Regions from separate parts of the Mus musculus genome. Here all the other regions are linked to region 4. Evidence: chromatin contacts called from public Hi-C and HiChIP or PLAC-seq data. All regions are on one chromosome and are shown on one strand. The core of a region is the stretch at or near the end of the contact, and the rest is flanking DNA. Distances in the headings are between cores, read along the strand shown.

Region 1 (2,700 bases), core at 14-2,513, 400 kb after region 4:
TTCTTCTTCTTTTGTTTTATTTATTTATTTATTTATTTATTTATTTATTTATTTTTCTGAGACAGGGTTTCTCTGTATAGCCCTGGCTGTCCTGGAACTCACTTTGTAGACCAGGCTGGCCTCAAACTCAGAAATCCGCCTGCCTCTGCCTCCCAAGTGATGGGATTAAATGCTTTTCTGGATTTCTTTAAGGGATTTATCCATTTCCTCTTTAAGGAAATGCTATCAATAAAGGCTGATTTAAGGTCATTGTCTTATGCTTCAGCGAGGTTAGAATATTCCTGACCTGCTATGGTAGGATAGCTGTGCTCTCATGGAGAGTTAGTACCCTGGCTGTTGTTGTGTTTTTATACTGGAGTTTCAGCGTCTGGTTTTGGGATGATTAAATATCTAGGCACTGATTGCTGGATTTGTCTTTGTGGGGTGGGTGTTTTGTTCCTTGGTTTCTGTTTCCTCTCTGGATTTTTGGAGCATGTGATGATGTGTGTTGCCTGGTTTTTGTCCTGTTCAGCTCTTGTGTCCATGGGGAATGCCTACTGGTGTTGAAGGCTAAGAGAGATGGGGTGGGGGAAAGAAGGTTGGAAGAGAAGGTCTTTGTGATCCACTGAGAATGAGATCAGAGAGGAAAGGGAGACCTCAGCAGGTTTCCTGCTACAGAGCTGGGATGGGACTGGACCGAGGGCGTCTGAACCCAGGAGCAGGAGGAGAGGTGTGGGTCTGCCTTCAGCCTATTTGTTGCGCCTTGGATTAGCAGGGAGGTGCATGCTGGACTTGGGGTCTGGGACAAAGAAACGAATTGGGGGAAGGAAGATTAGGAAGGGAAGATCTGTGGGATCCACAGAAGATGGGAGAAGGGGGCAGGGAAGTATTTCTGCTGCAGAGCTGAGAGTGAGATTGGGGAGTTGGGTCTTGGGGAACAGAAAGAAGAGGAAGGGGAGGTCTGCAGACAGCCTGCCTGGTTTTCTGGTAGGCACTGATATGTGTTATAAGGCCAAGGATATGTTTTATATAGCATGGTATGGTGCCGTGGGAAGGGGTACCTCAGGGAGCCCATGCTGAGGCACCCCTCCATGGGGGTTGGGGAGAGAGGGAGAGGGAGGGAGAGGGAGAGAGAGAAACGTAGAGATTTGGGCTTAGGGGAGAAAGGGGTCAGAGAGGAAAGGGAGGGGGGGAGGGGAACAGTCCCTTTTATATAGCAAGCCTGGCCTACTAGGCTGTTGCTAGGTAACTATTGGGCGGAGCGTAGAAGGAATGTCAACAAGCCTGACCTGTGCTTTAGCAGTTGCTGCCTGCTGTAATTGCACGAGTGGGAACAGGGAAGTTAGGTGAGGACAGTGTGTGGGATCCACGGGAGATTGTTGTGGGGGAGGTTGCAGTTGGTGTTCTGCTACAGCAGTAGGGATGGGCTGGGGACGGGTGTCGGTGGGGGAGGACTGGACCTGGGGGAGGAGAGAGAGAGAGGAGAGAGAGAGAGAGAGAGAGAGAGAGAGAGAGAGAGAGAGAGAGAGAGAGAGAGAGAGAGAGAGAGAGAGAGAGAGAGAGAAAATCCACTTTCTATTTCCTTTCAAACTTATTTCGCCAGGCACAATCACTTCCTGGATCGTGGTTTTTTTCCTTCCGGTGAACAGCGCCTTAAACCCCATCCTCTACACTCTGACGACCTCCTTTTTTAAGGACAAGTTGAAACAGTTGCTGCACAAACATCGGAGGAAACCCATCTTCAAAGTTAAGAAGAAAAGTTTATCCGCTTCCATTGTGTGGACAGACGAGTCTTCACTTAAACTTGGAGTGTTGAGCAAAATAGCCCTTGGGGACAGTATAATGAAGCCGGTCTCCCCGTAGAGGCTTTGGATTGCTGGACTTTGAGGGTACTACCTAAAACAAGGTACAATTTGGGGAAGATGGCATCTGAGAAGGTTTCCATCTTGGCCAGCAGCCACCCACTCAGCACCAGGGACACAATGGAATGGCTGTTGGCCCCTGCATTCCGGTGGCAGCTCTAGGACCTGTGGACCAAGCTGAGAATAGCATCGCATCCTTGCCGGCTCAGACCTGGCATATACAAGTGAATCCATGTAGACTGATACAGGGTGGATCTCCAGGCAGTCAGTACTGCCTGCCTAGCCCTGGATGCCCACATGTAGACACTGCCATGGCTTCTCTTACACCGAGTTGCACTGTCTGTTAAGTATGGGCATCTATGACATCTTATTCCAGTGTGACCACCAAGGCACAAAATGAACATCTTTGTCATTGCTCTTTCAGTAGCGAATGAAACCGTCAACATCTTATTGATACTTTTGAGAGCTTCTGCAGGCTGCTGGAATAGCAACTTTGACCGCAGTTCTTCGCACCACTTTATCGTGACTAGCATGACCAGACAAGCAGGAGACATGCTGTGGGAGACTAGAGTCAGTCGCCTCTTGACCTCTAAGCTCAGAAAAGCTGAGATCTTAGATGATTTTTTTCTAACATCACCCACAGAGGAAAGGAAATTGGAAACCCAAACTTTCCCCAAAGATTATAATTCTCAAATGCTTTAGAACAATATTTCTATTTCTGGTCAGTTTTTTCTCTCTCTCTCTCATTTAGCACAAAGAGTTAAAGGGAGAGTTAAAATATAACTCAGGACAGCGGGTCTGATCTGGGGCCATTTGTTTAGTTGCACAGATCTCCCCATCCCCACACAAAAACACCAGA
Region 2 (2,700 bases), core at 171-2,670, 350 kb after region 4:
TGTTAACTTGAATATGAGACCTGACTGTGTTCTGGTTTGTTTAGGTGTGTGTGCCTGTGTGTGTGTTTGTGTGTGTGTGTGTGTGATGGGTGTATATATGCCTGTGTATGTGCCTGTGTGTGCATTCATGTGTGTGTGTGTGATGCATGTATGTATGCCCGTGTTTATATATGTGTGTATGCCTACGTGTGTGTGTGTGTGTATGTTCATGGGTCTGTGTGTGCATGTGTGTATGCCTGTGTATGTACGTGCAAGGGTGCATGTTTGTATGTGTATGTGCCTACATGTGTGTGTGTGTGTCTGTGCACCTGTGTATGTGTGTGTCTGCACGTGTGTGCATTTGTGCCTGTGTGTGTGTATGCACACACGCACCCACATACATGTTGTGATGTGGTGATTAAACCTGGACCTCACTAGACAAGCATGCTATCTCTAAGCCATGTCCGGCCTCTGAGAACTGACTGAATGAGACCAATGTGGAAGGGATGGTATGACAAGGAAAAGATAATGGGAATACAGAAAAGCAGGTCTGTACTTACTGTAGAGAGCACCTGAGATGCTGGGCAAAGGGTAGACTTGAGAGACATTCCTGTGAGCAAGTAGGGAGGCATCCCCCTTCAGGCATCACCCCTGACCCTGGTCCACGGCCAGGCCATGCAGTCCCCACATGTCTCAGTGTAGGCCGTCTATGTGAGGGGTACCTTGTATCTGTACAAGGAGCATCCTGATCAGGTGATGTCAGGACCCCTGGGTGCGGGGGAAGGGGAGCTGTAAATTGGTGGGATTTGGAAGAATCCTCACTTAGAAGAGCTGTGAATGAAGGTTCTCTGAGACAGGGGAATCCATGACTCAGAATTTGAGAAGCAAGAGATGAGACAGAGGTCCAATCCTCTCTCCTCTCAGTGTTGCACACTTCAGGGATCCATCTAGTCTGTCACTGTCACACTCTGTCCTGCCCCTCCATCCTTCACCCACTCAATGGGCATTCTCTGAGTGTCTCGGTCTTGGGCAGCTTTCAGAAAGAAGGCAGACTCTCTAATCACACTGAACAAGATGGTTATTTTAAACACCAGAACACAGCCAGGCAGGCATGATGGCAGGCTGTGATCTCATCGCTCCATGCTACGGCAGGAGAATTGTACATTAGTGGTCAGCCTGGACTCTAAACAACATGTTTAGAGATGCTCTGACTTGCCAGAAGTAGAGCAGCTTCCAGAAAGTGGACTGATCAAGTGCAAACTGCACAGAGAGCTGCTTCATCCCACTCAGAACACCCAGGGGAGATGATGTTGCCTGTCTTGTTGACTGGCAGCCGACATGACCCGGTTAACATTTCCTGGATGTTGCAGTAGTTAACTCTTAAGTGTGTGGCTGGGGCTCTGTCTGTGACCTTCTGCTCTATGGTTTCCTCTTTCAGTGACAGTGTCATCCTCACCGAGGTGAACAGCACCATTCAGGTCGCCTAGGAAACGGTCTCAGTCAGTCACCTCTGTGGAATGCCCTTTCTGGAAGGCACTCGTGTGGAGGGACCATTAATCCCAAAGATGGGAGAAGATCACTGACCCAAATCATCATGGCCAAACTCATTAAAGCAAGCTTTTTTTATTCATGCTTGGGAGTAGGGGGTTTCTAAATGGAGGATTTAGGGGTGCAAAATAGGTGGGGTTCCAGGAGCAGAGCATAAACATAACAAAGACATAATTGCAAAGTAGGTATAACAAAGTAGACATAGCAACAGGTATCATAACAAGGTAGTTGTAGGTGATCCTATAACCTTTGAAACAAAGGTAGGGTTGCAAGGTGATTATCATCAACCCTTTGAAACAAAGACATGATTGTCATGCCTGGAACAGGCAGAACAGAGCCATTTATAGTTTAAGGACACAGGTGGGGCATAGCCCAATCCTTGAGAAACAGGTTTAATCATAAACAGGAGTGAACCTGATTTGTCTTTACTAAAAGTTGGTTTTCAAGCCTAAGACGGGGATGGGGTTGGGGGTGGGGGGCAGGCTGGTTCTTCAGAACACCCGACTCTCCTCCGTTCCAGTCAACAGTACTGTTGTCAGAAAATCAAACAGGGACCTGACCATCTTTAGTGATTTTTTACATTGCAAACCTAAAAGATCCTTCTCACACATCCCTTCCCAGGAGCCCAGGAGAAGTGTTAACTGGCAACTCAAAGCATCCTTGGGCAGCAGCCCAGCTGGCGGCTCTGAAAGGCAGCTGCAGGGCTATGACATCATGCCAGTGCACAGCTGGAGTACTGACTGGATGGGGGTGGGGGGGCTGGACAGTGGTTTCCTTGCACGGGCCCAGATCTTCTCACTGCTGTAGTTTGGCCAAAGGGGTCCCATGGAAACCTCTGGAAGCCACCAGCTCTGCTTTGATGTTGGCCACCTCCACTTTTATAATCCCTGAGTTTCAATAAGACTGCCTCTCTCTACTGCAGCCAGAGATGGCAGGAGCCCCAGACTGCAGAATATGCCTCCCACAGATGCCCAGTGGGCCTCCCTCAGTATGTGCCAAACACAGCCGGGACTCTTAATTATTATCTAAATTTAATGATTATGAGGGAGAATGAGAAGTACAGTACACAGGACCCGGGATTTTATCTACTCAGAGTTGAAACGGGAGCCCACAGCGTTAGCAAGGTCAGATTCTGAAAGAGGTTCTTTCCTTTTTCAGCTCCTATGGGAGTTG
Region 3 (2,700 bases), core at 172-2,671, 270 kb before region 4:
ACCTCTTAACTATAAGCATAAGCCTTGCATTGTCTCCTGTCACTTATCCCAGCAACTCCATTTCTGAGAGGGGAGGGAGTGCAGAAAAGATGGAAAGTGTAATGGTGTGTTACCATAGTAAGAGAAAACAAAGTGATTTTAATGTTGCAGTAAAGGAAAGTCTAGACAAAGAAGAGTGCATTCCTTTGATGGAAAATAGCTTAGTGGTTTGAAATAGTTTACCAAGGCAGTGCTGTTTGAAACACAACGTGCTTCTTACCATCAAATGAAGCAAGCAGAATAAAAATTCTACAACACCTGGGGTGAGGGTGCTGGAGAGATGATGGTTCGGTGGTTATGAGGTGTGCATACATACATGCAAACACTCATACACACACACACACACACACACACACACACACACACACAAATAAAAATAACTTAAAACCTTCAAAAGTAAATGGCAAAAGTGAAATGTAGCAGAAATGCTTCTGTTTGAATCAATTAAACCCAGGCTCTATGGAGGCTCTCAGAGACAAACTGAAGATAGACTCTAAATTTTACCTCTCGGCGCTGCCTGGAGTCTCATGCCAGCTTACCGAGAGCAGAGACTCAGTCAATGTAATTGCTGGAACACATGCCTGCTCCTCTGTTAGACTACAAGTTGGATGATAACAGGGGTTGTGGTTATCCACCCACATTCTCAGGATTTAGCTTATTCTTCATCTTCTACTAGATAGGCTGGAAATAGTCATTTAATTAAATTGAAAGGAATAGTCTTTTCATCCCTCAGGAGACGTGTGAGCACGTAGCCAGAGCACTCAAATATTTATAAACTGAGCAAATTAACAGATTCTGGGACTAGGGCTGGGAAGGCCTGCTAGGGGACTTCCCGCTTGAATCCAAGCACAAAGCTGTCAAGGGGCCACCGGGCAGCGAAAAGCAAGAGGGTCAAGGTCTGGAGTGCACAGGGGATGCAGGAAAACCTTTTGGGAAAGTGGCAGGCCTTCATGGAAGGATGCTGGGTGGGAACCCGCTCCAGGAAGTGCTGAGAGAAGGAAAAGCTGGGTCATCTAGGTGGAGGTGGAGTGAGCTGCAGACAGATGAGGCATAGAATGGGGGATGTAGATACGGATGCAGCAACTCCCAGCCTAAGCTGACAGCCCCTGGGCCCCAGGTGGAGAAGTGGTCAGGAACGCTTTGTGGTACCTGAGGGATTAATCGGCGCTGAGCCAGGCCTGGGCATCTGTCGTGGGGAGGATGCTGCACCATGCAGTGTGGACCAGGCAGGGAGGGCCCCGCGCGGGGGCTGAGTGTCTGACCCGAGTGGGATGACTAAGTTAGTCTTGGCTGTGAGCAGGCGAGGTGGGAGCATGCCAAGTTATGAAACACTGATTGCTCTGCCGGAGCGGAGGAGCATCTGGGGTCCTGCCTGGGGGCCGGAGGGGCGTGCCTGGTGCCTGATAAAAGGGGCTGCGCAGCGCGGGGACCGCTTTCTCAGTGTCCTGCCTGCAGCGCTCCACAAGGGTGGGCAACCTTCAAGGTGACAAGAGGGCTCCTGAGCTACTTACTACTTGCACGCAGCCCAAGGTAGCTCGGGACAGACCACAGATTTACTCCTCCCACTTAGCGACCCTCAGGGTAGGAAGGGGACAGAGCCACAGCCTGAGTATGGCCACTGCAGCGTGCGAGCCTGTGGCCAGACCCAGCCTGACCTCCATTTCATCCGGGGAGCTGCGCAGTCTGTGGACGTGCGACTGCGAGCTGGCCCTGCTGCCCCTGTCGCAGCTGCTCCGCCTACAGCCTGGTGCCTTCCAACTGCGCGGTGAGCAGCTCCTGGTGCCCGGGCCCGGGGAACCCGCGGCCGCACGTGGGGGCTTCAACGTCTTCGGGGACGGCCTTGTGCGCCTAGAAGGGCAGCTCTATCGCCTCAGCAGCTACATCAAGAGGTAGGTGGCCACACCGTGTGCTCTAGCCTGGAGCAAATCCTCTATCTGGCTGCTGCCCTGTCTCTGGTAGACTGGGGACTGGAGATGGAGATAACCTACCTGCCACCCTACAGCCCGAACCCTCCTCCCCCCAGCCCCCAAGCAGGTAACTAGGGCGTTTTGCTGAGAATGTAGGGAGGATCGGGTGGGAAGCACACTCAGTCCCACCCAACAAGCTGGTGGCAAGTTTTTTCCATTCTGCCCTTAAACTAGGTCGGATGAGCTCAGTGTGCAGGCACAACCCTCAGGAGATGTCTTGGATGCGGATCCTCGCACCTAGCTTTAGTTATGAGCGAGAATAACTTTATGCAGCTGGAGCATGCAGATAGTTCATTTTCCCAGAGTAATTGCTCTCTCGGTGTTTCTTAAACCAAGCAACTATAGTGAAGAAGAAAAAGGGCCCCCAGAACCCCAGACCCCGTGTTGGCTCTTGGGTGAATAGACAGCTTGGGCAGAAATAAGGGCAAAGATAGCTTCGTGGTTTTTTGCAGAGCACTGTGAGACCCTGGCCTTTATCCAGTGGTCCTCAGGAGCTGTCGTGGCCAAGAGGACTCAGACGTCCATTGGTAGGCTTGAAGCTGGCAAGGATGTGGAAGCCAACTTTGATCTCAGCATTACCGGGTCACCTTGAAGGAATAGGGTACATGGCCCTCATCCATGTATAATAGGGTGCTCAGTGCCCCAGAACCAAGTGAGTCTGGAGTCTGAGCGATCCGCAGCCGGCCCGATTGTG
Region 4 (2,700 bases), core at 1-2,500:
CCAGGATAATTTCAATGAAAAGTCTGATCCACTAAGCCCTCAAAGTTGTTTGCTACCAAAGTAGGGTCCTCAGTTGTGTTACTTGGCTACTAGATTTTTCTCTCTATTTACATCTTGTTTATAGGTACGGTGTCTAACAAAGGGAAGGAATATTTCCTAGGAGAATGCTAGAAAACTTTAGCAATGGGAAACTGTCTATCAGCTTTAGAACTTCCCAAGAAAGCCCAAGGAGTTAAAGCAGCCAACCAAGAATTTGGAAAAACTGTAGCGCTGGTCTTCATCAGTCAAGAGACTGGCACCAGTCAACAAGAAACACACAGAAACTAAGAAATATGACTGCCAAAGTCTTTATGAGCAGGCTTGCCCTAGAGTTTTACTACCTGTGGTTGGGGGAGATGTTCGGTGAGTCATTTGTCCTGTGACCACAGTGGCTGAAAGGCAACTCTAGCTGCCCTCTAGCCTCGCATCATCTAAACACAAGCCAGGGTTGCTCAGTCAGTCTTTTTTACATCCTTGGAGATGCAGGAGAAACTGTGTTTCTGGGAAGGGTCCCTCTAATTCTTCCCTGTAATTGTTTCCCTCTTTGGTTCACTACAATGTAACTGTAAGGTCCTCAGGTGGAACTCTTCCAGGGTGGGAGGGAGACCCTTCAGGATTCTGTGCTGGAAGGAACTCTGCTTATGTGACTTTTCCACCTCACTCTTCTCTGTGTTCTTAATTGATTCATTTTCATCAAGTATCTTGAATACCCTCTCTCTTCCATCACAGTGAACACTCAAAATAACATTAATAAAAATTTAGCTTTACACCAACATCTATTAAGAGCAAAACTCCGGGCCAAAGCTATTAATCAAATTCCATTTAAGAAGAGGATATTAAGTAAATTAGTTGAGCTGATTAAAAACACCTTCATCAAAGTAGAACATCGGTGCCAACAATATTAAGAGTTGAATTATCGATTTTGCTTTTTATAAAAACTGAAGATAGTCCATTAGCAGGGAAGAAAAAAACGATCCTTCTTCCTTCACTTTGAGGACAGTAAGGGTGATCTACTGCTAGGGATGGGGAAAGAAGTTCTGGGAAGCGAAGGGCATGACGGCAGAGTTTGTCAGAGGGTCAGAAAAGAAGCTCTGAGGTCAGATGCCCAGAGGAGGGCGCGGTCCAGCTGGGCAGCAGGACCACCTACAACCGCGCCGGTTGCGAGCGTACACCGGGGCGCTCCCGATCCCGGCCGCCAGAGGGCGCAGCCCGAGCCGGCGCGGCGCCGGGAAGGAGGAGGGGAGCGCGAGAAGGGTCAGGCGCGCAGGGCGTCCGCGCAGCTCGGCTCCGGGAAGGGCGCGGAGCCTCTGCCTCCGGGATGCGGCCTCCCGCGCTGCTGGCGCTGTTCAGCTGCTCCGCGGGTAAGTAGCGAGCGGCCCGGGCGGGCGCGGGGAGGGAGTCCCGGGGCTGCTGGCCACCCCCGCGCGGTTCCGGCTGCCGCCCGCCCCGTCCCGCCCCGTCCCGGCCGCAGCGCCCTCTAGTGGCGCCACCCTCGGCCCGCGCCCTCTCCATCTCCGCCTCCTTCCGCCGGGGCACGCGGGCTGGTGGGGAGGGCGCGGCCGGGTCGGGAGCCAGAGCCGCGCAACTGCTAGAAACTTTACAAGAGGCCGCGCCTTTCCCGCCCCTGCGCGCCGCCCGTGCGCCCTGCGGTGCACACCTCGCGCCCCACTATGAGCACCCCGCCCTGTGCGCCCCCAGCGCCCCGCCGAATGCTTGCCGCGCTCCGCGGTGTGCACTCCGCACTCCACCGTAGCTATCCTACGCCCCACGGCATTCATGCCACGGCCCGCCGTGTGCACTCTGCGCCCCACTGTGTACACTCCGTGCGCCCCACCGTGTGCACCCTCTGCTTGTGCTTACTCCGTGCCCGGCCGTACACCCCCTGCTCTCTACCGTGTGCCCCTGTGTCCCACAGCTGTGCACTCATGGGTCCCATAGTTGTGCATCCCATACCCCTAGATGTGCATCCCCGCGCCCCACCTTGTGCACACCCCTCGATCCTCCATGTGCATTCCCAGTGCCTGGAGGTGCATATCCCAAGTTTCACCCCTCCCGACCTTGAATACCGTATCCCACCTCACCGTGCATACCCCGCATCCCACTGTGTGCACCCCGCTCTCTACCTTGTGCATCCCCCGTGTTCCGCCCTGTGCACCCTGTACCTCCTGTTGTGGACAACCTGCACTCGGCCATGGGCACCCCTTTTCCCACTCCTCCGTATGTACCCTGGATCTCCTGCTGTGCATGACCGGTGTCCCACTATCTACACCCCACCCCCACCCCCGCCCATCGCCCCAGTCAAGCACACACCGTTTTGCCTTAAATACTCCATGCATCCCATCGTGTGTTCCTTGAGACCCTACCCAGCTTTACAGAACCCTGATACAGCCATTAGCACGCCCCAAGGCGCGCCCCCCTCCCCGTATCCCTTGCGTCACCCCCACCCTGTACCCTCAGCTCCTGCAATTTCCCAGAGACCTCCTCTCTTTGTGTACCACTCCCTAGGAACCTACAAACTTGGCCTGCCTTCCTCCTAATGCAGTTGGGCAAGGAGGGGAGGGAGGACCGGGGTGCCCCGCGGAACCTTGAGGCCTCCGGGAAAATCAGAGAACTGGTCCCAGGCAGTCCAGTTGCCTGTTCCTTTCTTCCCGTTTTCTGGAG

What was found. A called contact is a pair of places that touch in the nucleus more often than the background predicts. HiChIP or PLAC-seq counts read pairs in DNA pulled down with a chosen protein or histone mark.
Region 1: an H3K4me3 HiChIP or PLAC-seq map of craniofacial prominence shows a contact between it and region 4, with 4 times the contacts expected there. The contact joins the enhancer-like site here to the promoter of B3glct in region 4. A contact is called at or near these places in 1 of 39 promoter capture datasets (the HPC-7 cell line) and 5 of 115 datasets of contacts at active chromatin or transcription factors (craniofacial prominence, embryonic basal ganglia, embryonic forebrain and 2 more).
Region 2: a Hi-C map of uterus shows a contact between it and region 4, with 2.8 times the contacts expected there. The contact joins the enhancer-like site here to the promoter of B3glct in region 4. A contact is called at or near these places in 16 of 39 promoter capture datasets (the 3T3-L1 cell line, the C10 cell line, the HPC-7 cell line and 9 more), 2 of 15 datasets of contacts at CTCF or cohesin (pro-B cells and stem cell-derived epiblast-like cells), 19 of 484 Hi-C or Micro-C datasets (B cells, CD8 T cells, Sertoli cells and 11 more), 17 of 115 datasets of contacts at active chromatin or transcription factors (T-cell acute lymphoblastic leukemia, astrocytes, cardiomyocytes and 12 more) and 3 of 9 other capture datasets (adipose tissue, embryonic stem cells and pancreatic islet).
Region 3: a contact with region 4 is called in an HNF4G HiChIP or PLAC-seq map of pancreatic cancer cells. The contact joins the promoter of Medag here to the promoter of B3glct in region 4. A contact is called at or near these places in 1 of 39 promoter capture datasets (liver) and 1 of 115 datasets of contacts at active chromatin or transcription factors (pancreatic cancer cells).

The regions. Positions count from the first base shown.
Region 1 is chr5:150,079,363-150,082,062 of GRCm38.p6, forward strand. It overlaps Rxfp2 (relaxin/insulin-like family peptide receptor 2), which reads left to right. Exons shown (of 18, transcript NM_080468.2): 18 at 1,583-2,700. The coding sequence ends at 1,842. Among named protein-coding and RNA genes, the nearest start is that of Gm38755, 19 kb to the left of the region's middle. Within about 2 kb of position 1,264, at least 53 of the 459 cell types and tissues checked have an H3K27ac peak or open chromatin away from gene starts, as enhancers often do. A contact at or near this core is called in craniofacial prominence and embryonic basal ganglia, where this site is marked.
Region 2 is chr5:150,029,956-150,032,655 of GRCm38.p6, forward strand. The region is part of intron 1 of Rxfp2 (relaxin/insulin-like family peptide receptor 2); the gene reads left to right. Among named protein-coding and RNA genes, the nearest start is that of Rxfp2, 13 kb to the left of the region's middle. Within about 2 kb of position 1,421, at least 41 of the 459 cell types and tissues checked have an H3K27ac peak or open chromatin away from gene starts, as enhancers often do. A contact at or near this core is called in cerebral cortex, nephron progenitors, neural progenitor cells and 2 more, where this site is marked.
Region 3 is chr5:149,410,328-149,413,027 of GRCm38.p6, forward strand. Medag (mesenteric estrogen dependent adipogenesis) reads left to right here and starts at 1,422. Exons shown (of 5, transcript NM_027519.4): 1 at 1,422-1,928. The coding sequence starts at 1,651.
Region 4 is chr5:149,676,980-149,679,679 of GRCm38.p6, forward strand. B3glct (beta-3-glucosyltransferase) reads left to right here and starts at 1,251. Exons shown (of 15, transcript NM_001081204.2): 1 at 1,251-1,400. The coding sequence starts at 1,358.